5 separate regions of the Mus musculus genome follow, and all the other regions are linked to region 1. A link is a contact called in public ChIA-PET, HiChIP or PLAC-seq and Micro-C data. All regions are on one chromosome and are shown on one strand. The core of a region is the stretch at or near the end of the contact, and the rest is flanking DNA. Distances in the headings are between cores, read along the strand shown. Region 1 holds the start of Trim8 (tripartite motif-containing 8). Region 2 holds the start of Fgf8 (fibroblast growth factor 8). Region 3 holds the start of Taf5 (TATA-box binding protein associated factor 5). Region 4 holds the start of Ina (internexin neuronal intermediate filament protein, alpha). Region 5 holds the start of Pcgf6 (polycomb group ring finger 6).

Region 1 (4,092 bases), core at 877-3,376:
TCACAGTTCTTTAAGCGTCTTTTGAATAGGAAAAGGGATTGCTAGCAGGTAGTTTTAAGCTTCAGAGATGTAGGGGAAAGTATCTCAGAGATCCGGCTCCATGCTGAACCTTGGCAATTTCCTGCTCAATTTCTCTAGACATTTGAGCAGACTGATTGACAAACCCCTTCTTTCCTCTCAAGTAAAAAGAGCTATAGCTGAAGAGGCCCAGAAAAAAAAAATGGTCCCACAGCCTGGCAGCATTATTGCCGTTTTAAGGAGCTGGGCTAGAGCCCCTCCCTCATCACCCAATGTTTAATGTACCGAAGTTAGTGCAAGTCACGTGAGAGCACGAAGTTCGCCACGCCTCAAAGAGGAGGGGTCTCGCCTTAGGGACCAATAGCCTAAGCCGTTTCAGGAACAGCCCTAATTCCAGACAGGGGAAAGGGGCGGGGCCAAGAATCAAAGCATCTGTAACAGCACTTCCGGAAAGTACGCCCCTCCCCTCCCCCCTCCCCGTTTATTTCGCTCGTACCGGGTGGGCTGAGCCAGCGGGTGCTGATTAAAGGCGCCGCCTGCCGCTTTCTCCTCGCCTCCCCCCCCCAACGCCCGTCTCCCCGCCCCCTTTCCGAGTAGCGGGACCAGCCTTGATGTAGGGACACCCCTTCCCCCCTCCTCTTCTATCGCCCTTATCCGGGAGCCCCGAGCGCCGCAATCCTCCTGCCTTCTCCCGCCCCCATCTTGCCCTCTTCACTCTGCTTCGAACCCATTGTATGCGGGGCAGCTGCGAACCGGGGCCGGAGACAGTGTGCCCAGTGTGCCCCGTCAGTGGGTCCCGCGGGCCGAGGCTCTCCCCCACCCGTGCTGCTCCAGGCAGAGGCGAGAGAGGCCCTTCCTCGCTGCGCTGGTGGCGGGGACCGGCGGGCCGCACCCCCAACCCCAGCGTGAGCCCCTAGTGTCCCTTCTTAGAGGGAAGAAAGCGGAGAGACCTGAGACAGAAAAAAAGCAGCTTCTAACTGCCCGGCCCGCTGATCATTTTTATTATCGAGATTATTATTAAAAGGGGGCGGGACCCCAGGATGCGGAGAAGGGGGCCAGAGACGCAGCTATTTCTATTAAACAGATTATTCTTGAAATAATACACGCAAGATGGCTGAAGGTGGCTGTGATGAGTGTTCGGGCTGGGGGGTGGTTTCTTCCTCTCCCCCCTTTTTTTTTCTTTTTTCTTTCTTTTTTTTTTCTTTTTTTTTTTTTTTTTTTTTGATCTAAGGATAAAGCTCTGAAGCGACAGCCGCAGCGGAGACCCTGCCCGGAGTGCCCGCCCTCCCCTCACTTGAGAAGCTGCGGGAGGACAAACGGACCCACGGACAGAGCGACGGGCGCGGGCCCGCCCCGGACGCGTCTCCCGGGCAGCGCTGGGGGCAGCAGGCGCTCGTCGTTCTGCCGACTTCTTCCAATTTTAATCTTTTTAAAAGATTTTTTTTTTTTTTTTGGAAAGGATCGGGATGGGTGGAGCAGAGGTAGAGAGAAATCAAGACTTGGCATTTTTCTCCTTCTCTCTCTCCTAATTTGTTGGAGACCACCAGCCCTCCCCTTGGAGGAAAAAAAAAATCCCACCAAAGGGAGGGTGGAAAAGCGAGCTACAGGACCCTCAAGCGCGCGCCCGGACCCCCAGTCCCCACCGCGGCCGCTGGGAGCTCAAGATGGCTGGGCGCTGAGGACGCACCCGGCCCGGCTGGCTCGGCCTGGCCCCGCCGCCGCCGCCGCAGGCTGGCTCCGACCGCAGCCCGGAGCCTTCCAGGCCGGAGCAGAGGCCGAGAAGAAAAGAAAGTGGGGGGGAGGGGTGGGGTGGGGGGGCGAAGGGGGAGGGCCGGGCGGGGGGAGGGGAGGGCCGGGAGCCGAGCCTCCTGTTCATTAGCAGTTGAGAAAAATTCCTTTCTAGTTTGATCAATCCTTGTTTTCCTCAGCGCAGGCGAGGCGCCCGCCCAGTGCGGGGACAGGGAGTGGGGTCTCTCCGCGGCGGGGGCGCCCTGCGCGGGGCCTCCAGGGAGCGCAGAAGTAGCGACGAGGGGGTCAGGCCGGAGCACCTCCCGGGCTTCTCCCTCCCTCCCTCCCTCCCTCCCTCCCTCCCTCCCTCTCTGGTTGCCTTTTTTTTTTTTTTTTTTTTTCCACTTCTCTCCCTCCCCCTTCCGTTTCTATTTGTGAAGGGAGGAGGAAGGCAGAGGCGGGCTGGTGTCTCTGGCCGGGGACTGGAATTTCATCTGAATGACTGCCCCAGCGCGCACGCAGCGCCCCGGAGTCGGCCCGCCCGCGCCCTGCCACCCGCAGCCGGCCGGCCAGCTGGGGGACGCCTGCGCCACGGCCCGGGGACCGCTGGCGCGCCTTGCTCGCCGGCTCCGGCTCTAGCCAGCCTCGGCGCGGCCGAACTAGCTTCCCGTGCCCCCTCGGACCTCGGCCGGGATCCAGGCGAGGAAGGCGCGGCTCGCACCAGCCAGAAGGTAGCCACTGTCGCCGCCAAAGGAAGAGTGCGGCTCCCCCGCTCGGTGCGCCGCGGGGCGCGCCCCGATGTCAGCCGCGGGGCCGAGCGCAGGCCGTGGGCCGCCGCTGCCCTAGCCGCGCTGCCCCGGAGGCGGCCTGTTATATGGAATTTGGACCACAGCGCTCTCCTCCAGGGCTGGTGCCCGGGCCGCGGCCCTGGCGCAGCCCGCCGCCTCCCGCTAGCCACTCGCCAGGAGGAGGAGACGCAGCCGGCGGCGCGCGCGGCGCGAGGACCCAGGCTCCCTCCTCTGGGGGGCGGGCACGCGGAAGGCGCTGGTGACTGAGCGACTGGCGCGGCCGGCGGGGACCGGAGCTCCGGGCTCGGTGGGTCCCCAGCTGTACCAGACGGATCCCCAGGGTTGGGGACTTAGAGAGGTCTACCCGGGCCCCCTGCCCGCAGCCGCCATGGCGGAGAATTGGAAGAACTGCTTTGAGGAGGAGCTCATCTGCCCCATCTGCCTGCACGTTTTCGTGGAACCGGTGCAGCTGCCATGCAAACATAACTTCTGCCGGGGCTGCATCGGCGAGGCTTGGGCCAAGGACAGTGGCCTTGTGCGCTGCCCGGAGTGCAACCAGGCCTACAATCAGAAGCCGGGCCTGGAGAAGAACCTGAAGCTCACCAACATCGTGGAGAAGTTCAACGCCCTGCACGTGGAGAAGCCGCCGACGGCACTGCACTGCGTGTTCTGTCGCCGCGGCCCCCCGCTGCCGGCACAGAAGGTCTGCCTGCGCTGCGAGGCTCCCTGCTGCCAGTCTCACGTGCAGACGCACCTGCAGCAGCCCTCCACCGCCCGCGGGCACCTCCTGGTGGAGGCGGACGACGTGCGGGCCTGGAGCTGCCCGCAGCACAACGCCTACCGCCTGTACCACTGCGAGGCCGAGCAGGTGGCTGTGTGCCAGTACTGCTGCTACTACAGCGGCGCGCATCAGGGACACTCGGTGTGTGACGTGGAGATACGGAGGAATGAGATACGGGCAAGTACACTGAACGCGTGCGAACACACGCACACGCACACACACACACACACACGACTTGGGAGCCACCCATCCGCACAAGCTGACTCTCGTGACATTAGCCTAGAGGCCCTCTTCCAAACTCTTCCGTAAAAGTTTGGGGGGCAAGGTCCTGGGGGAAAGGCCCTGGCTGCTGGATGCATTCTCGCACCTGCGCCCTTAAGATCTCTCCTTCAGTCATTTATGGAATTGGGGGGAGGCTGTTAGAAGTAGTTTGGAGTGTTGCTTTTCTGTTTTGCGCAGTTTCCCCCCCCCGCCCCCCGCATTGTTTCTGTAAGCTCTACGGGAAGTCACCAAGGCAGTGACCCCGGTCCTGCTTCTCCAGCTGCTGTTTATGTAATGAGTGTCCTGGTGCCGCTGCTGTGGCTGACATGATCCATGATGCTGGCATACCAATGAGGAAGTAAACAAAGCAGCCATGTTAGTTTTCAGCTCTACTGGAAACACTCTGGGGGTTGGGGGGAGCTTCCGGAGATAGAGAAGAACTCTGGCATCTAGCTGGGCAAGGCCTGGGTGTCCAGAGGAGTCCCCGACTGTCGGCTCTTCTAATCCGTCCTAGTA
Region 2 (3,896 bases), core at 184-2,683, 760 kb before region 1:
CGAGGTCCAAGCTACCTCTCCTCTCCAGGGTCCGGGAATGCACCTTACCGAAGGGGTCTCCGTCTTCTGCCATGGCGTTGATGCGCTTGTTGGCCAGGACCTGCACGTGCTTCCCGCTGGTGCGGCTGTAGAGCTGGTAGGTCCGGATGAGGCGGCGGCTGAGCTGATCCGTCACCAGGCTCTGCTCCCTCACATGCTGTGTAAAATTAGGTGAGGACTGAACAGTTACCTTTAGGAAATTGAAAAATACACAGCACGCCATTATAACGCTACTCCGCCCAGGGGCCCCGAGTTGGTCCCCATTGCCCTTGTACCCGCCTCCCGCCGCGCCAGGCAGCCAGCGGGGACTGGGGGCATCCCCACAACATGCCGGCTCAGGCCACCAACCCCCTCGGGGAAGTCGCGCAGACCCAGCCCAGGATGGATGGATGAACCCGGGAATGAGGGAGTCTGGACCCACCTGTTGGGAAACACCCTGGGGCTCCCGGCCAGCTCGGAGCAGGGAAGTGGGCTCCCTGCCCAGCGCAGGCCCCCCGCCCGGGCCTTCCTAGAGGAGCAGGGTGCTTTTAAGTAGCGAGGCAACGCTACCCGACCCGTGACATTTATAAAGACAAATTTACGGAGCAAATGTTGAGAATGCAAAGGGCCTAGGTTAACACGATCGTTGGCCCAAACCGGCCACAGGTCTCCCCAGAGAGCAGCGGCGAGGATATTCGCTGCAACTACATCCCAACTACCCTTGACAAGGAACACCCGCTGACTCCAGCTCCCGCCTTCCTAGGAGGCCAGGTGTGGCTACAGGTAGCCTTCCCATCCACCCGAACTGGCCAGTCGCTGGGCTCAAGACCCTTGGGTTCTAGTCTCTCCACTCACTCGCTGTGTGACTTTAGGCAGGACACTGTCTCTCTGTTCCTTAGATCCCTCCTCGGGGTAGTTTGGGGCTGGATTTGTAAAGTTCTTTCCAGCCCTGCTGCGCTGGCCGAAGGGTCGGTCCTCGTGTCCCTGCCCGAGAGTGTCAGCTGGGTTCCCCGCGCCCGGCCCCCGCTTCTGCGCAGCGCTCCTTACCTGGGCTTGGAGGCAGAGAACCAGCAAGTGCAACAGCCTGTGGGAGACAAAAGCGGGCAGGAAAGAGGCGCGGGGTGAGCGGAGAGGGCTCGGCGGGCGCTGGCCGACGGGGACGCGGGGGCGACCGCGGTACTCACAGGCAGCTCAGCGCGGAGCGGGGGCTGCCCATGGCGCGCGGCCCCGGGAGCACTGAGAGCCCGAGCGGGGTCACGCCGTCCCACTGGAGGCCGCGGGGGGACAAGCCGAAGGTGCGGAGGCTGAGGGAGGTCGGGGTGCGGGAGGCCAGCGGCTATCCCGACGCGGCTCGTGGAATGTCGTGCTCGCCGCGCGCGCCGAACCCCTCTGAGCCGCTGCTGGAGCCGGTGGCCGCTGGCTGCTCAGGAGCCCGAGCAGGCGGGAGGGTAACGGGCCTGTGGGGTGGGTGGGGAGGTGGGAAGGGAGGGGGAGGGCAGGGGCGGGGGGCGCCGCACCGGCCGCGAGGGGGGAGCGCGGGGCGGGCGGCCGGAGCCCGCACCCCCGGCTGGGCGCTGGGGCCGGGTCGCCGCCCGGGGCGGGGGCGGGGCGGCCGGGGGCGGGGCGGCGGGCAGAGCAGGGATTGGGGGGTCTGGCCCAGGGGAGGGGTCTAGGGACCCGCGGGAGGGGCGGGGGCGGCTGGTGTGGGCGCCTCCCACTACCCTTGCCTGTCTCTTCCAGCGTTCCGGGGGCGGGATCGTCCAGGGATTGGGGGGCGTCTGGGACAACATGTTTAGTGGGGTCCCGTACACTTGAGTCCTGCAGGACTGTTGATCTGCTTAGGGTCGGGTCTGCTTATCTCTGGCCTCCTAGAAGGTCTCTGGGTCGCCTAATGTGTGCTGCGGTCGCACGCGCCCCTCTTGGGAGCCTGCAGCTAACAGTGAACTGGGCCCCGGTGCTGAGCGTCCCCTTGGGCGCCACTGGAACCCGGTGCCTTCACCTTTCTAAAAACCCAACCCCGCTGGTTTTCTGTCTCACAGTCTCCAAAGAGGCTCTGGGAGGGAGAAATGCCCCTTGCCACCCCATTATCACCTTCAGCCTTGCTCCTGTCCATCCAACTGCACTAGTCTATAAAGCTTAAGAAAAACCTTGAAGCGTCTATGTGGTAAGAGCTCAGGGGTCTCTGAAGGACCCACAGCCACTGCTTCTGAGCAATTAGCAGGGGCAAAAATAACTACGTTCAGCAACATTCAGGACACGGACCCAAGCTGCCTAGCCTTTCCCCTTCTGAGTTCCAGGTTTTCCTTGAGCAGGTACCTGGTGTCTTGTGTCACTTGGAAGAGGGAGGTGCTGGTGAGAAGGTAGAGACTTCTGTAAGCCTTTTCAAGCCCGTCGCCCCATTGCTTTCTCCATAGGGTTTCTGGGAACCCTGAGCCACTATTTTGTTACCGCAGGCACAGAGATTTCCCAGGCCAGGTATTTTTGAAGACCAGGTGGCTCCGTGGATGTACCACCCAGCTCTGCCTTCATCCACAGCCTCCCCTCTACTGATCCTCTGTGCCTCCGGGGTAGAACTAGGGGTTTGCGGTGGCCCCAGAAAGTCTTTGTAGGCTAAAGAGAGGCAAGCAGGCCCTTGTCAGTCCCCATCCGGTTCGGCCTGCCGCCCCCCTTTTATGCATCCCATCTTGCAAATGCAAACACGGAGTAATATATATATATATATATATATATATATATATATATATATATATGGTTAGGGGAGTCCATCTCAGCCCTTCAAGTGCTGAGCAATATAGAGAAGAACTGGTTCCAAGGAGACAGTCTCAGCCCTCCTCAGAGTAGACTTCCTGAGCTCATAGGTGAGTCTCCTCACAAATTCTGTTCCCCGCTGTTTTGATCCACCCAGACCTGGAGGTGAGGGAGGAATCTGTCTTACAGGCCCAAGGATTGAAGCTCAGGGCAGAGCTGTAGCTCTGCAGGTAGTGTTGGATGGATGGATGGGGGCCACCTGACTGAGCCATTAGACTATCTTCCACCTTTGGTGGCTTCACCTGCCAACCGATGGTAGCTTTTATCTGTCAGTGATTTGGCAGGCAATAGCTCTTTTCAGTCCCACTGGAGAGTGGGCCCATGAAGGGGGAAATGGGGTAGACGGACTCCAGTGTCCAAGGGGTTGACAAAGGCCAACCCCTTGCTTTCTCTGTGTGCTTGCTGAGGGGCCTTTAGAATGACTTGTCTTTTTTTTTTTTTTTTCATTGCTTCAAGCTGACAAAGGTGATATCTGTTTGCTCACAGAATTTACTTCATGTGTGGAGCATATGAGATACTCAGGAGTGTTTATTCTTGAGTGTATCGACGAGTAAATGCCTAAACAGATGGAAAGCGAAGGATGGGCTCCCCTGGAAAAGGAAGGGCCCTCTCTTCACTATGGACACAAGACTTTGAAAATAAGTTTGAGTCACAAGACACAGGTAGGGATCAGGAAGCAGTCTGTCAGTAGATCCTGGGTTTTAGTTCCTCCCAGGTGTGGTGTGTGTGTGTGTGTGTGTGTGTGTGTGTGTGTGTGTAGGGCCGAGCACCTGAGTTGTAACAGGGTTAGGGAGCCTCCAGAGATGAACCTTATTGATTCACCATCTGTGAATCACCTCCCTCACCCTCAGTGGACACCAGCGCGGCCTCTCCCCCCCCACCCCCCAAAAGGTCCCAGGTCTCCCAGGTTTTACTCCTACATTTGAACTCTGCTTCCCACTTCTGAGAGACAGAATTCTTTTACATGTGAAAACTCCTATGGATTCAGAAGAGCTTCACCTAGCTCTTCAGGATCCTTCTGGTCTCCCCAAAATGTCCTGTCTTTGGGAGGGGGGCGAGGATAGATGTGC
Region 3 (3,816 bases), core at 293-2,792, 570 kb after region 1:
AGACCCAGACTGACGCAGAATCTGAATGATTAAGGACCCTGGGAGCAGGGAGCAGAAAGGAAGAAGACAGAAACAAGATAACAAAAGGGTCTCCTAGGCACCCAGTGACTTTATTTCTTCTGGTGAAACAGGAAACACTGTACTTGAAGTCATTAGCCTCAGCTAAAGCACAACGTGGACGCTGGACTCTCAGAGACCCGCGTAGAGAGGACAAAGGTGGCCATACTTCCCCAAGTCAGACACCTTCTTCCCATCTCCTTCCAAGTAAGGGCTGCTGTTGTAGCCCAGCAGCAGAACACTGCCTAGGATTCAAGAGGCAGGGTGAGGTTCACTTCCTAGTACTGCCCCAAACAACAACAAAATAGTAACAATGGGTAATTAATACACAGTAGAAACATTTTAGTCATAAAAACGTCTATATAAAAACTTTTTAGCTGGACCCCTACACTTGGAAGGTGAAGGCAGGAGGACCAGAAATTCAAGGTCCCCCTTAACTTCACAGCAGGTTCAAGGCCAGCCTGCGTGCATAAGACCCTGCCTTAATCTTTTCTTTAAAAAGGAAAAAAAATTTTTTCCTTAGGACAGAAATGGTTTATTTGGTAACAAGGAATGAGAAGAAATTAACTTTTTTTTCTCTTTAACTTTATAGTTGATTTTGTTGTTGGTTTTGGTTTTGTTGTTCTTGTTCTTGTTGGAGACAAGGTCTCCGGAGACAGTGTAGCCCTGACTGATCTAGAACTTGCTGAGGCGATCCTGTGACCTCTATCTTCGGCTTAAATTTATTTTTAGAAACTACATCCAGCTTAAAGGCTTTTTTAAAAAAAATAAACGATATAACATATACTGTAAAGTTCACAAAGCTAGATTTTTACAGGAATAAAAAGTGAAAAAGAGCCGGGCGTGGTGGCGCACGCCTTTAATCGCAGCACTCAGCGGATTTCTGAGTTCGAGGCCAGCCTGGTCTACAAAGTGAGTTCCAGAACAGCCAGGGCTCTATAGAGAAACCCTGTCTCGAAAAAACAAACCAAACCAAAAAAAAAAAAAAAAAAAGAAAGAAAGAAAAACTGAAAAAGTAACCACTGCTCAGCCCACAGCATCAGAGAGCCTTTCCAGTAACTAGGAGGCCTCTTTCTGATAAATGCTATGTGCTTTTGAATTAAATACCTGGGCGTGAATCGTTTTCTTCGCGTGTGATTTTAGCATGGTATTTAACCTCTTTGGATTCTGGTTAAGCCGTCTGTAAAGACTCCAGGGATTAGCACCTTTAAACTTGTTGAATTAAAAGAGCTCGTATAATATAAAACGGCTATCTCATCGCCTGAATGCAATAAACGGTAATTAGCAGGCAAATGCAATAGAGACTGACGGTAAGCAACTCCCACTTCCTGCCTGCCTTTCGCTCGGTTTTGAAAGTAGCTCTTTCTCGTGCCTTTTCTCCTCGCTAGCTCCTCCCACTGCCGTAAATGGCCTGCCCCGGCTGTCGTGAAACGCCCTACCCCCGCCCTCCATGTGGCGAAAACGCAGTCACGCTTGACGGCGCGAGGTGGCTCAGCCGCAAGATGGCGGCGCTGGCGGAGGAGCAGACGGAGGTGGCGGTCAAGCTAGAGCCTGAGGGACCGCCGACGCTGCTACCTCCGCAGGCTGGCGACGGCGCAGGCGAGGGGAGCGGCGGCACTCCCAACAACGGCCCCAACGGCGGCGGCGGCGGGAATGTGGCAGTGGCAGCGGCGGCCGGCGGGGACGGCGGGACCCCCAAGCCTGGGGTGGCTGTCTCCGCCGCTGCCCCGGCGGGGGCGGCCCCGGTGCCCGCCGCTCCGGCGGAGGCCGGCGCTCCCCACGACCGACAGACCCTCCTGGCCGTGCTGCAATTCCTCCGGCAGAGCAACCTCCGCGAGGCCGAAGAGGCGCTGCGCCGGGAGGCCCGGCTGCTGGAGGAGGCGGTGGCGGGCTCCGGAGCTCCGGGAGAGTTGGACGGGGCCGGCGCGGAGGCGGCCAGCGCGCTTCTCAGCCGGGTCACCGCTTCAGTTCCCGGCTCTGCGGCCCCCGAGCCTCCGGGGACGGGCGCCTCGGTGACCTCGGTGTTCTCGGGTTCAGCCTCAGGTCCTGCGGCTCCGGGAAAGGGTGAGTCTCGGGCTCCCGGGCTGAGGAGCGCCGGCTGGAAGGGGAGCTAGCCGGGAAGGCGAGGGCTGGCGGGCCTGCACCTCTGCGGGCTTGTTTTGAATTTCCTGGGCCCGCCTCTAGGGCCACACGCCCGCCCCTTTCGCTCCTGCGCCGGCTGCGCAGTCAAACCCTCTTCTGAGCTGTCAGTTCCAGCCAGAGGCTGAGCAGCAGGGCTGTGGAGTCGAGGGAGGCGCCAGGGACCGGGGATTGACAGAAGAGGGGAACCTTAGGGGTTTCGGGGTTTCTGCTCTTACTTAGACTTAGGAACCTAGGATTGGGTTCGCGTGAACACGAGTATCGTACTGTCACATTCCCATACTACTATTGTACAGCAGGTACTTTCCGTGTCTTGATTTTTCACAACTGTATAGTTCTCATCTCTCCTTTTGAGACGAGACAACGGACTTTTTGAGCAAAGCCGGAAGGGCTTGCTTTGGATAACACCTCCAGAGTGGAGGTTGTAAGTGTTTCTTAGAATGTGGGCTGAGAACCGCTGGTGTTAAGTGTTTTAGAGGATTTCTGAGCATCACTTAAGGCTTATTAAACTCTGTAAGGGCAGAGTCTGGGAATCTGCCTTGCAGAGCTTTTGAAAACTCTTAAGTCTACGGGCAGGAGTGGGGCAGACCTTTTTGTCTCTGTTGCTTTTTCTTGTGTGATGTCAGTTAAAGGTTTTTTTTTGGGGGGGTTATTTTATTTTATTTTGCCTTTTTACTAAGTAAGTTATTACGAGTCTAAGATGTAATGAGTAATGTGCCTAGTTCTGAAAGTTTAGTTCCTGACTCCAGTTACTGACAACCCATGTCCACGTTTCTCCCAGAAACTTGTCACAAATCCATATCGTAAAACACTTTCGGATGAAGACGCTTGCTGCCATGTATGATCCCCTGAGTTGGGTCCTCAGAACCGACACGGTGGAAGGAGAGTCCCAGCTACCTGAAACTTGTCTTTAATATACACCAAACTTAAAAATTTTAAACTCGGGGCTGGAGAGATGGCTCAGTGGTTAAGAGCACCGACTGCTCTTCCGAAGGTCCTGAGTTCAAATCCCAGCAACCACATGGTGGCTCACAACCATCTGTAATGAGATCTGATTCCCTCTTCTGGTGTCTGAAGACAGCTATGGAGTACTTATGTATAATAATAAATAAATCTTTAAAAAAATTAAACTCAGGAGATCAGTAACTATTGAATTAAGTTATCCAGGTTAGTGGTTCTAGACATGTTAATCTGTTTCAGTGAGAGCATTGCCAGACAGGGAGTTTGAACACATGACACTGTGATCCATAAATAGAACTGTGTCTTGTTTATAATGCCAGCACTTGGGATGCTGAGGCAGGAAGGAGAATTACTGTGAGAAAGCCATCCCCAGCTAAATATAGTAATGGGGGAAGGGGGTGATAAGTAAAAATATGTGGAAAATGTAACTGAGGAGGGTCTTTTCTATATGCTAAATTTTGTGACTGTATAGTAACAATTTATATTATTATACTATTTTTCTAATATCTCTCATCTGTCAAGAAACTTGACTTATTCTTTTAGATCATACTCAAGAAACCAAGGAGAAAAAGAGACCATGAGAATGACTACAAAATTATAACCTTAATTATAATTTTCTCAATAAAGAGTAGTATAATCACTTTTTAAAGAACATAACAG
Region 4 (4,402 bases), core at 263-2,762, 510 kb after region 1:
AAATGACTTTTCTCTTACTTTCAGAGTCCTGTCCAAGTAATACATCCCTTCATGAAGTGAAACAAAACTTGTTCTAGAACCCCAAGATCATAAAAGGTGATAAGGGCCAGCTATGGTGGGCCACACTGGTGACTGCTGCATGTGGGAGGCAGAGGCAGGAGGATTGCCAGGAGCTCAAGGCCAGCTTAGACTGAGAGCAAAACCAACTTAGCTACTAGGGGCACAGAATGGGAGCCTTGTTTCAAAACAAACAAATGTAAGTTTGGAATTCGGAACTAGAAAGCAAAGGGCTTCACATTTCCTGGAGTTGTGCCACAGGATAGAAGGTAAACTAGATCCATCTATCGTTCAGGCTCCCACTCCATCCTAACCGGGTGTGGCGAGGACGGCCAATTCTGTCAGCCCTGCTCCTCTGCCTCACTCCTGGAAATGAGTCTTTGGTCCAAAGACTAATCCCCACAGAAAATGGTGCTCCCGTCCAATTCAGAATGGATTGTCAAACGCTTGCAGGGCCAGACAGATAAAAACAAAAACAAAAAAACAAAAACCGGGGTAAGAGGGGTGACTCTGAAGTGCTGGGAGCCCTGAGGAACAACGCACTTAAACAAAGGCACTCGCCCACCGCAGTCATCCTAAACCTTCTGCTTTCAAGAGTAGCAGGGGCTGGGCATTAAAAGATCAAAATCAATCCAGTTTCTGTTTAGATGAAACCTCCTGACTAGAAATCCAGTTTTGAAACGTTTTAAAATCTAATGTGTTTTGTTGTTGGTTTGGGGCTTTTTGTTTGTTTAAACCAAAGCCTGCAGCCTTTCTAGCAGCCTGCGGTCCTGGCACGCACGGTGACTGGAGGTCTAGAGGTGAATCCTGCTAATTCTCAACGCTTTGTCCTTTCCAGGACAGACCGCTTTCCTCCCGGTAACCCTTTGCACCCTTGGGGAAAAAAAAAATCAGCCTCTTGTTCGTCACCAATGTCCCCGAGAATCTCACTCTTTCTGCGAATCCTATCTCCTGTGGTGGCGGAACTGAGGGATGCTCTCTGAAGTGGTCCCACTTTCTCCGAAGAGAACCAGGAGCCGCCTAAGCCAGGAGATAAAGAGGGGGTTGCCCGCTCCCCCTGTAAAGAGTGGAGAGGAACAGGGCCTTACCCTTGGGAACTCTGGGATGCGGATGAGAATAGAGGACACCTTTCAGAAAAACCTCCTCTCCGTGGGGGATAAGAGCAGAAAAAAAAGGACAGGCTCTAACGCCATCAAAGAGCTGAGAGCGCTCGGCCGGGAAGCCAAGGTTGTTTGGGCACTCCCTCCCCTCCGGTCATTCCCAAGGCAGATTCTTGGGGTACAGGCGCAGCGGACAGGGACGGCCCAGGACGGTGGCGCGCAGCTGCGGTGGCACTGCGCTCCCCCGCCCCCGCAGGCCCCCCTTCCTCTCCCCGCTCGATCTGAAGATGAAGCTCCACCCCTAGCGCGTCGCCCCAACCCCGCGCCTTAAAAGCCCCGCACACCGCCCCGCCGCACCCAGCCTTGCCGCACCTTCGCGTCCTCGCCAGGTCCCGCCGCAGCCGCGCACCCGGCCCCGACCCCGGCACCATGAGCTTCGGATCGGAGCACTATTTGTGCTCCGCCTCCTCCTACCGCAAGGTGTTCGGGGACAGCTCGCGCCTCTCCGCGCGCCTGTCCGGGCCGGGAGGCTCGGGCAGCTTCCGCTCGCAGTCGCTGTCCCGCAGCAATGTGGCCTCCACGGCCGCCTGCTCCTCGGCCTCGTCCCTCGGCCTGGGCCTGGCCTACCGCCGCCTGCCGGCCTCCGACGGGCTGGACCTGAGCCAGGCGGCGGCGCGCACCAACGAGTACAAGATCATCCGCACTAACGAGAAGGAGCAGCTGCAGGGCCTCAACGACCGCTTCGCCGTGTTCATCGAGAAGGTGCACCAGCTGGAGACGCAGAACCGTGCGCTCGAGGCCGAGCTGGCCGCGCTGCGCCAGCGCCACGCCGAGCCGTCGCGCGTCGGCGAGCTCTTCCAGCGCGAGCTGCGCGAGCTGCGCGCGCAGCTGGAGGAGGCGAGCTCGGCGCGCGCGCAGGCCCTGCTGGAGCGCGATGGGCTGGCCGAGGAGGTGCAGCGACTGCGGGCGCGCTGCGAGGAGGAGAGCCGCGGGCGCGAAGGCGCCGAGCGCGCCCTGAAGGCGCAGCAGCGCGACGTGGACGGCGCCACCCTGGCCCGCCTGGATCTGGAGAAGAAGGTGGAGTCGCTGCTGGACGAGCTGGCTTTCGTGCGCCAGGTCCACGACGAGGAGGTGGCCGAGCTCCTGGCCACGTTGCAGGCGTCTTCGCAAGCCGCCGCCGAGGTGGACGTGGCCGTGGCTAAACCAGACCTGACTTCGGCGCTGAGGGAGATCCGCGCGCAGTATGAGTCCCTGGCCGCTAAGAACCTGCAGTCCGCCGAGGAGTGGTACAAGTCCAAGTTCGCCAACCTAAACGAGCAGGCTGCGCGCAGCACCGAAGCCATCCGAGCCAGCCGAGAGGAGATCCACGAGTACCGGCGCCAGCTCCAGGCACGTACCATTGAGATAGAGGGTCTGCGCGGAGCCAATGAGTCCCTGGAGAGGCAGATCTTGGAACTGGAGGAGCGGCACAGCGCTGAGGTGGCCGGCTACCAGGTAAGGGCTGGGATGCTGCATAGGAAAGAGTGCCCTGTCCTTTTCCGTACAGAGATAGCTTCACTCCCTGTAAACTGGTGCCCTAGGAAACCACGGGAGGGAAAGGGGAGAGAGGGGAGCGTTGACTAGAGGCGTCAGTCAACAAACAAACAAACAAATTAAAAAAAAAACCACGAAGTCTCACGCATGCAGCCGCAAATGTGGACTGTATGTGCCTGGAAGCTAGCTCTTCAAGCCCTTGATGTCTTCGCCCTCTATTTTGGAGGGTGGGGGAGTTTGAGGCACAGAGCCCAAGTCTTCATGCATATACTAGGCATATGCAGTAACACGGAGCCACAACCCCACCCCCAGTCGCTTGTCTGAACTCTTCTAACAAAGGAGTCTTTAATCTTTCTAGGAGTCAAAAAAAAAAAAAAAAGTAACCATGCCTTCCTGTCACCAAGAGTACAGACACACTAACAGAACAGTGCCGACCCAAAGTGTCCCCAGAGGGCGCAGGTCATGGCTTCTGTGGGCGGGTACTTAAGAATCTGGTTTGTTTAGTTGACTTTGAGAAGTCTTTTCTGAGTCTTACTGAGAATTGATATTTACAGAGTATCGTCCGCTTTAGGATTGGGAAGAAGGCTCACTTTCTTGAGTTTTGCTCTAAAAAAGGAGTGGGATGTAGCATATTTAAGCTAATGACAACTGCCTTGCCCCACCCTTGCGCGCGCGGGCGCACACACACACACACACACACACACACACACACACACACACACACACACACACACACGAAACCCGCGAGACACACGCGCAGTTTCCTTGTCCATCTACTAAACAAGCTTTGAGCCCGTTCAGCTTGAGACCGGTCAGGGCGCTGTCCGAGGTGCTGATCTCCTGTTCCTCCCAACGCAGAAATGTCTCCTGCTTCATTATGTTTCCAAATTGTCCCAGTTAGGAAGTCTAGGCCTCAATGCAATTAACTGCTTCTTTTTTTTTTTTTTTTTTTTTTTTTTTTTTTTTTTTGATGTAACACAATCAATCTTGGCTAAATGAACTCAAAGCTCATCTTGTAGATAGCTTCAATTTTTGCCTCCAAGGATAGCTTTGCAGTTAACAAAAACCTTTTAATCGGCTCGAAGGCTGTGAGGTCTCACTTGAAAACCTCTGTTACCTTGACATCTTTTTCAGCTTATGGGCACATGGCGAGTTACAGAGATGGTTTCTTTGTTATAGGTGACTTTTGTGTTTCACCTTTCCCTGCCCTGTAAGCTCTGTGAAGGTAATGATTGGCTCTTTCGTCACAACAAAGGCCACTGTGTCCTCAGTTTCACTACATTGAACATGCTAGCTTGTGAATACAAAAGGCTCAGAGACAGAAGACAGGACAAATGAAAAATGTAGAAAAAAACACACACACACACAAAATTAGGTGGTTTAAGTACAATGAACAATAAAAGCTCTTTGGGATATAATAATTCAGAAATAATTTATTCTAGCTAGGGTTGAATTTTACATTTGATGAAATCAATGTGTTTAAGGAACATTAATAAGAATAGAACCTAGAAATGGCATATTTCAAAGTACCGTTTTGTCAGAAGCAAGAGAATTTATTGATGTGCAGGTATTTACTGTCCATTATGAATGGCTCCCTTTCATAAAGGGAAAAGTCTTATTTGAGATGTCTCTCGTTAGTCTGATATTACAGTCTTATTCAAATAAATATTCCAGTTTTGCTACAAAATCTGTACGTTGAGCTTTTCAGTATG
Region 5 (4,326 bases), core at 1,715-4,214, 550 kb after region 1:
CTTACCAGGCTTGGGGACTTCTAGACCTCTTTCTTTATAGAAGTCATGCATTTGCTTTTTTTCTCCTAAAAAAATGATAAAACACAGACTAAATTACTACACTTACGATGTAACTAACAGAGACAGAGACTTTGGGATTCACAACTATGAAATAAAAGAAACTTACTTTCCTCTAGATTGATCACTAATTTGTATACTATGTCTTGTAACTGCCGGTCCAACCTAATAAAAAGAAGAATGGAGAATATCTCAGAATCCAAAAAAGAATTTAGGTACAAAATGAATTCACTATTTTCTCTTAGGAGCATTGCTCCTTGGTCTTGCATGCTTGGTAAGAACGTGAACTTGATGCCGGACTGCATTTTAATTGCTGCGTTCCATCTCAGCTGCAGAGACGGAGACGAGCATTGGCTGCTCTTCCAGAAGACCATCTGTGACTCTCAGTTCCAGAGAATCCAACCATCTCCTGTGACTCCAAAAGCCCCAAGTACACATGTGGTACACATGCACACATAAAAGTTAAAACAAACAGACTGCTGAAGCTAGGTGCTGTGCTGCACACGCCTTTAATCCCAGACTCGGGACGCAGAGGCATGTGGATCTGAGGTTAAAGCCAGCATGGTCTACACACTGAGTTTTGCTTTTAAAGTCTCCAGCAGATCTAGCCGTCTGTGCCTGATACACAGTAAGTGCTCCACACACACTTCTTGTGCAGTTCCCTTCCTTCTCGTTTTGATAGCATTCAAAGGATTTACCCCCAACTGCACAATGTCAAGATTTCAGAAAAAAAAAAAAAACAAAAAACACTGGCAACAATGATTTTAAATGTGGATACATTTTAAGTGTGTATATTCTTACCTTATATTATAAAGAGGCTGAGTCTGGTGGACAACTATGTTGCATTTTGGGCATCTGTTACTATAGTAAAAATGTCTCACAATGCAGCTTTTACAAACTAGTGAAAGAGAAAAAATGTTTAATTTAGGATGGTTTACAGACATCTTCACATTTTTAAAACACCATTCGGAAATGCGAACTATGTGCTTACAGGTATGAAGACACTCTGTAATGGTGGTTGCATCTATCAGGTAACCTTTGCAAATCGAACACAGGATGTAGGGGGTCAGCTCGACAAGGTTTATCAGGCGCTGTAAGTGCAACAGTAACCATTTTAGGATACAAGCCTTTCCCTTCTCAAATTCAGAAGCTAGCTGCAAGTAGGAAGTCTAATGCCTATATTCCAACTTACACAAGTCAGCTGTGACATCTGAGCCCAAGAGTGTTGGTAGGGTCTGGACTCCACCCCCACAGTTACTTGGCAACAGCCAGGTATGCTCCTCCCCACAGTTACCTGGCAACAGCTAGGTAGGTTTGGCCCACTATAAAAGGGACTGCTTGCCCCCTCCTCTTACTCCTGCTTCTCTCCCTTGCCTCTTCCCTCCCTTGCTCCATCTCTCTCCCCATTCCCTTCCCGCCCTCTCTACACGTGGTCATGGCCCTCCTCCACTTCTCTACTCTGTCTCTCTCTCTCTGCCTCTACTACCCTCTTAACTTCCCTCCCCATGCCCTGAATAAACTCTATTCTATACTATATCGTCGTGTGGCTGGTCCCTCAGGGGTAAGGGATGCCTTGGCATGGGCCCGCTGGGGCACCCCCTTCCCCCACACCTCGCCACACCCCCATAGAACATATATTAATACCCCTTTATCTTTTTAAAATCACAACATCAAACCCAGTCCAAAGCCAACACTACAAGGTCTCATTTCAAAACAAGTTAAGCCATGATCCCAAGATTTCATTATAAGCAGTGTAACTTAATTGCACTCCAACCCTTCAAAATATCCAATCTAAAGAAAACACTGTATCTAAGCGGTCCCAGTTCTCTGACATATAGGAAACTAACAGTGAAAGGCACCTGTTCTTTTGTTGGTTTACAAAAAGCCCTTAAACCTGCCTGGTCTCCCCACATTACCAAGGATGACTTTGAACTTGCTGCCTCTGCCTCACGAATGTTGGTAGTAACAAGTGTCTACTACCACATCCAGTGTAGACAGTGCTGTGACTCGAACTCCGAGCGTCCTGCAGGGCAGAGATACACTGTATCAACTGGCCTACACCCTATCCCCGGGATGCCTTTCTTCACACATTTGTTATTTATTTTTAATGGGGGAGGGGTCCCAAACCCTCTCAACATCCTGCAGAAAAAAAAGAGTACACCTGCCAGTAGCCTTAGACATCTAACTCCCTCCACGTTACGCAAAGACTTTTACAGAATGTAAAAAAAACAAAAACAAAAACAAACAAAAAAACGGGACCCAGAGTGCCCTAAATGATCTGCAAGGACTCCACAAAATAAATGAAGCCGGAGAGAGGCCACGCCTGGGTGGGCGGGGATGGAGCGCTACACAAGCGCCGCGAGCTCCAGCGACAACGGCAACCACAGGTCTGCGCCCCGCTGGGTCCCAGAGGCCGCTCGAGCGCAGCCAGGTCTGGCAGGGTCGTCGATACCTCCTCCTCGTCCTCGGAGTCTGCCCGTCCGGACTCCAGACGCAGAGAGAAGTGGCTCATCTCTTCCTCCTCCTCTTCTTCCTCCTCCATCTCCTCCTCCTCTTCCAACTCTTCATCGTAGTCCTCGAAGCGGCCTCTCAAGCGGCCCAGGCTGCGCTCGGGCTCCAACGCCGGGGGCCGAGAGCGAGAGCAGCCGGCAGCGCCCGCCTGGCCCAGGGACGCCGGGCCCTCCTCGCCGGCCGCGGGTGCCGGGATGAGGGCGGGCGGAGAGATGGGAGGCGGAGGCGGTGGCGGTGGCGGCATGGCTGAGGCTCGCTTGGCCTCAGAGGCGCGCTTGTTTTCCGTGGCGTCCGTCTCAGCCTCGTCCATGGCGGGGATCAGAAATCTGGCGAGTTGAGAGCGAGGCAAGGCGAGTCGGACGGCTAGCGCGCGAGTTGAGCACGAGCCCCCTTTCGTACCAGTGCGCAGGCGCCGGCGCTCCGCAGAGGCCGCTGGGAAGTGTGGTTCACCTAGGCTACCTAGGTGAGGCGGAGCTGCTCAGGTTGGGGCGGGGCGTGTGGGCCACGCCTTGAAGGAAGCTCACCGGTTTTCGCGGTCGAAGCCTGCAGTGTGCTGTTCAGGAGAGTCTAAAATGCTACAGTTTCAGTATTTTACTTGCACCAGTTTATTCATGGAACATTGAACTCTAGATGCCATGTGTTCTTGAATTAGGAGTGATGGTTTCATTTTGAGGACTAATTGTGGTTTTCCGTCCATGGTTAATGGCATCTATCTACTTAGTAAGACCTTGTCTCACCAAACAAACAAACAAAAACCCTAAGCTGGCTCAGCAGGTAAAAAATTTGCCTCCAAGTGTGACGACCTGAGTTCAATACCCATGTTAGAGGGAGAGAACTGATTCGCGAAATGATTTCTGAGAAATGAGGGGGAAAAGTTAGAGGACAGCTTTGATAAGAATAACCACATAAGCCAAGTATGGTTACCTACTTATTAATTTCAGCCTTGAGTAGGCAGAATGTTAGAGCCAAGGAATTTGAGACCCACCTGGGCAGCACTCCAACACCCCTGTCTCCAAAAGGAAGAGAAAAGTTCCAGACCTTACCCACTGAAGGGTGTCTTTGGACTTTTGAACACTATTGAGACAGTTAAACGTGGAGGTGTCTTGAGCTGGAAAGATGGCTCCAGCTGTTAAGAGCACTTCGATGCTCGTGCAGAGAGGCCCTTTAAGAAGAACCCCTCTTCCAAGCACCCAAATGGCTGTTCACAACCATCTAGTTCCAGATGCTGTCTTTTGTCCTCTCTGGGCACCAGGGATGCAAATGGTGAACATACATATATGCAAGCAAAACATGCTACACATAAAAATGAAAAATAAATAAAATATAGTTTTCAATTGGAGCCAAGTGGTAAAGGAACCTTTAATCCCAGCACTGAGGCAGAAACGGGCAAATCTCTTGAGTCCTAGGCCAGTCTACAGAGTGAGTTCCAGGATAGCCAGAGCATAACAGAGAAACACTGTCTAAAACAAACAAACAAACAAACAAACCCAGGGCTGGCTGGAAAGATGGCTCAGCAGTTAAGAGCACTGACTGCTCTTCCAGAGGGCATGAGTTCAAATCCTAGCAACCACATGGTGGTTCACAACCATCTGTAATGGGATCCTAAGCCCTCTTCGGGTGTGTCTGAAGACAGCTACTGTGTATATAAAGTAAATAAATCTTTAAAAAAGGCCGGGCGTGGTGACACATGCCTTTAATCCCAGCACTCAGGAGGCATAGGCAGGCTGATTTCTGAATTCAAGGCCAACCTGGTCTACA

The links. A called contact is a pair of places that touch in the nucleus more often than the background predicts. ChIA-PET counts read pairs in DNA pulled down with a chosen protein or histone mark. HiChIP or PLAC-seq counts read pairs in DNA pulled down with a chosen protein or histone mark.
Region 2: an H3K4me3 HiChIP or PLAC-seq map of embryonic stem cells shows a contact between it and region 1, with 12 read pairs. The contact joins the promoter of Fgf8 here to the promoter of Trim8 in region 1. A contact is called at or near these places in 1 of 484 Hi-C or Micro-C datasets (embryonic stem cells), 1 of 115 datasets of contacts at active chromatin or transcription factors (embryonic stem cells) and 1 of 9 other capture datasets (embryonic stem cells).
Region 3: an RNA polymerase II ChIA-PET map of memory CD8 T cells shows a contact between it and region 1, with 47 read pairs. The contact joins the promoter of Taf5 here to the promoter of Trim8 in region 1. A contact is called at or near these places in 5 of 39 promoter capture datasets (cranial neural crest, frontonasal cranial neural crest, liver and 2 more), 3 of 484 Hi-C or Micro-C datasets (CD4 T cells and embryonic stem cells), 5 of 115 datasets of contacts at active chromatin or transcription factors (bone marrow-derived macrophages, double positive thymocytes, effector CD8 T cells and 2 more) and 2 of 9 other capture datasets (adipose tissue and embryonic stem cells).
Region 4: a contact with region 1 is called in a Micro-C map of embryonic stem cells, with 2.6 times the contacts expected there. The contact joins the promoter of Ina here to the promoter of Trim8 in region 1. A contact is called at or near these places in 1 of 39 promoter capture datasets (liver), 3 of 484 Hi-C or Micro-C datasets (all in embryonic stem cells), 7 of 115 datasets of contacts at active chromatin or transcription factors (embryonic hindbrain, embryonic stem cells and large pre-B cells) and 1 of 9 other capture datasets (embryonic stem cells).
Region 5: an RNA polymerase II ChIA-PET map of memory CD8 T cells shows a contact between it and region 1, with 37 read pairs. The contact joins the promoter of Pcgf6 here to the promoter of Trim8 in region 1. A contact is called at or near these places in 4 of 39 promoter capture datasets (cranial neural crest, frontonasal cranial neural crest, liver and 1 more), 4 of 115 datasets of contacts at active chromatin or transcription factors (bone marrow-derived macrophages, embryonic forebrain, extraembryonic endoderm stem cells and 1 more) and 1 of 9 other capture datasets (adipose tissue).

What each region holds. Positions count from the first base shown.
Region 1 is chr19:46,499,522-46,503,613 of GRCm38.p6, forward strand. Trim8 (tripartite motif-containing 8) reads left to right here and starts at 2,127. Exons shown (of 6, transcript NM_053100.2): 1 at 2,127-3,492. The coding sequence starts at 2,923.
Region 2 is chr19:45,741,451-45,745,346 of GRCm38.p6, forward strand. It overlaps Fgf8 (fibroblast growth factor 8), which reads right to left and starts at 1,434. Exons shown (of 6, transcript NM_001166361.1): 1 at 1,203-1,434; 2 at 1,066-1,102; 3 at 461-547; 4 at 49-229. The coding sequence starts at 1,234. RefSeq lists an enhancer at 1-201.
Region 3 is chr19:47,066,206-47,070,021 of GRCm38.p6, forward strand. Taf5 (TATA-box binding protein associated factor 5) reads left to right here and starts at 1,543. Exons shown (of 11, transcript NM_177342.3): 1 at 1,543-2,121. The coding sequence starts at 1,560.
Region 4 is chr19:47,013,169-47,017,570 of GRCm38.p6, forward strand. Ina (internexin neuronal intermediate filament protein, alpha) reads left to right here and starts at 1,513. Exons shown (of 3, transcript NM_146100.5): 1 at 1,513-2,651. The coding sequence starts at 1,587. It also overlaps a transcript of Nt5c2 not described here.
Region 5 is chr19:47,047,942-47,052,267 of GRCm38.p6, forward strand. It overlaps Pcgf6 (polycomb group ring finger 6), which reads right to left and starts at 2,965. Exons shown (of 10, transcript NM_027654.3): 1 at 2,510-2,965; 2 at 1,049-1,148; 3 at 859-955; 4 at 167-222; 5 at 6-65. The coding sequence starts at 2,878.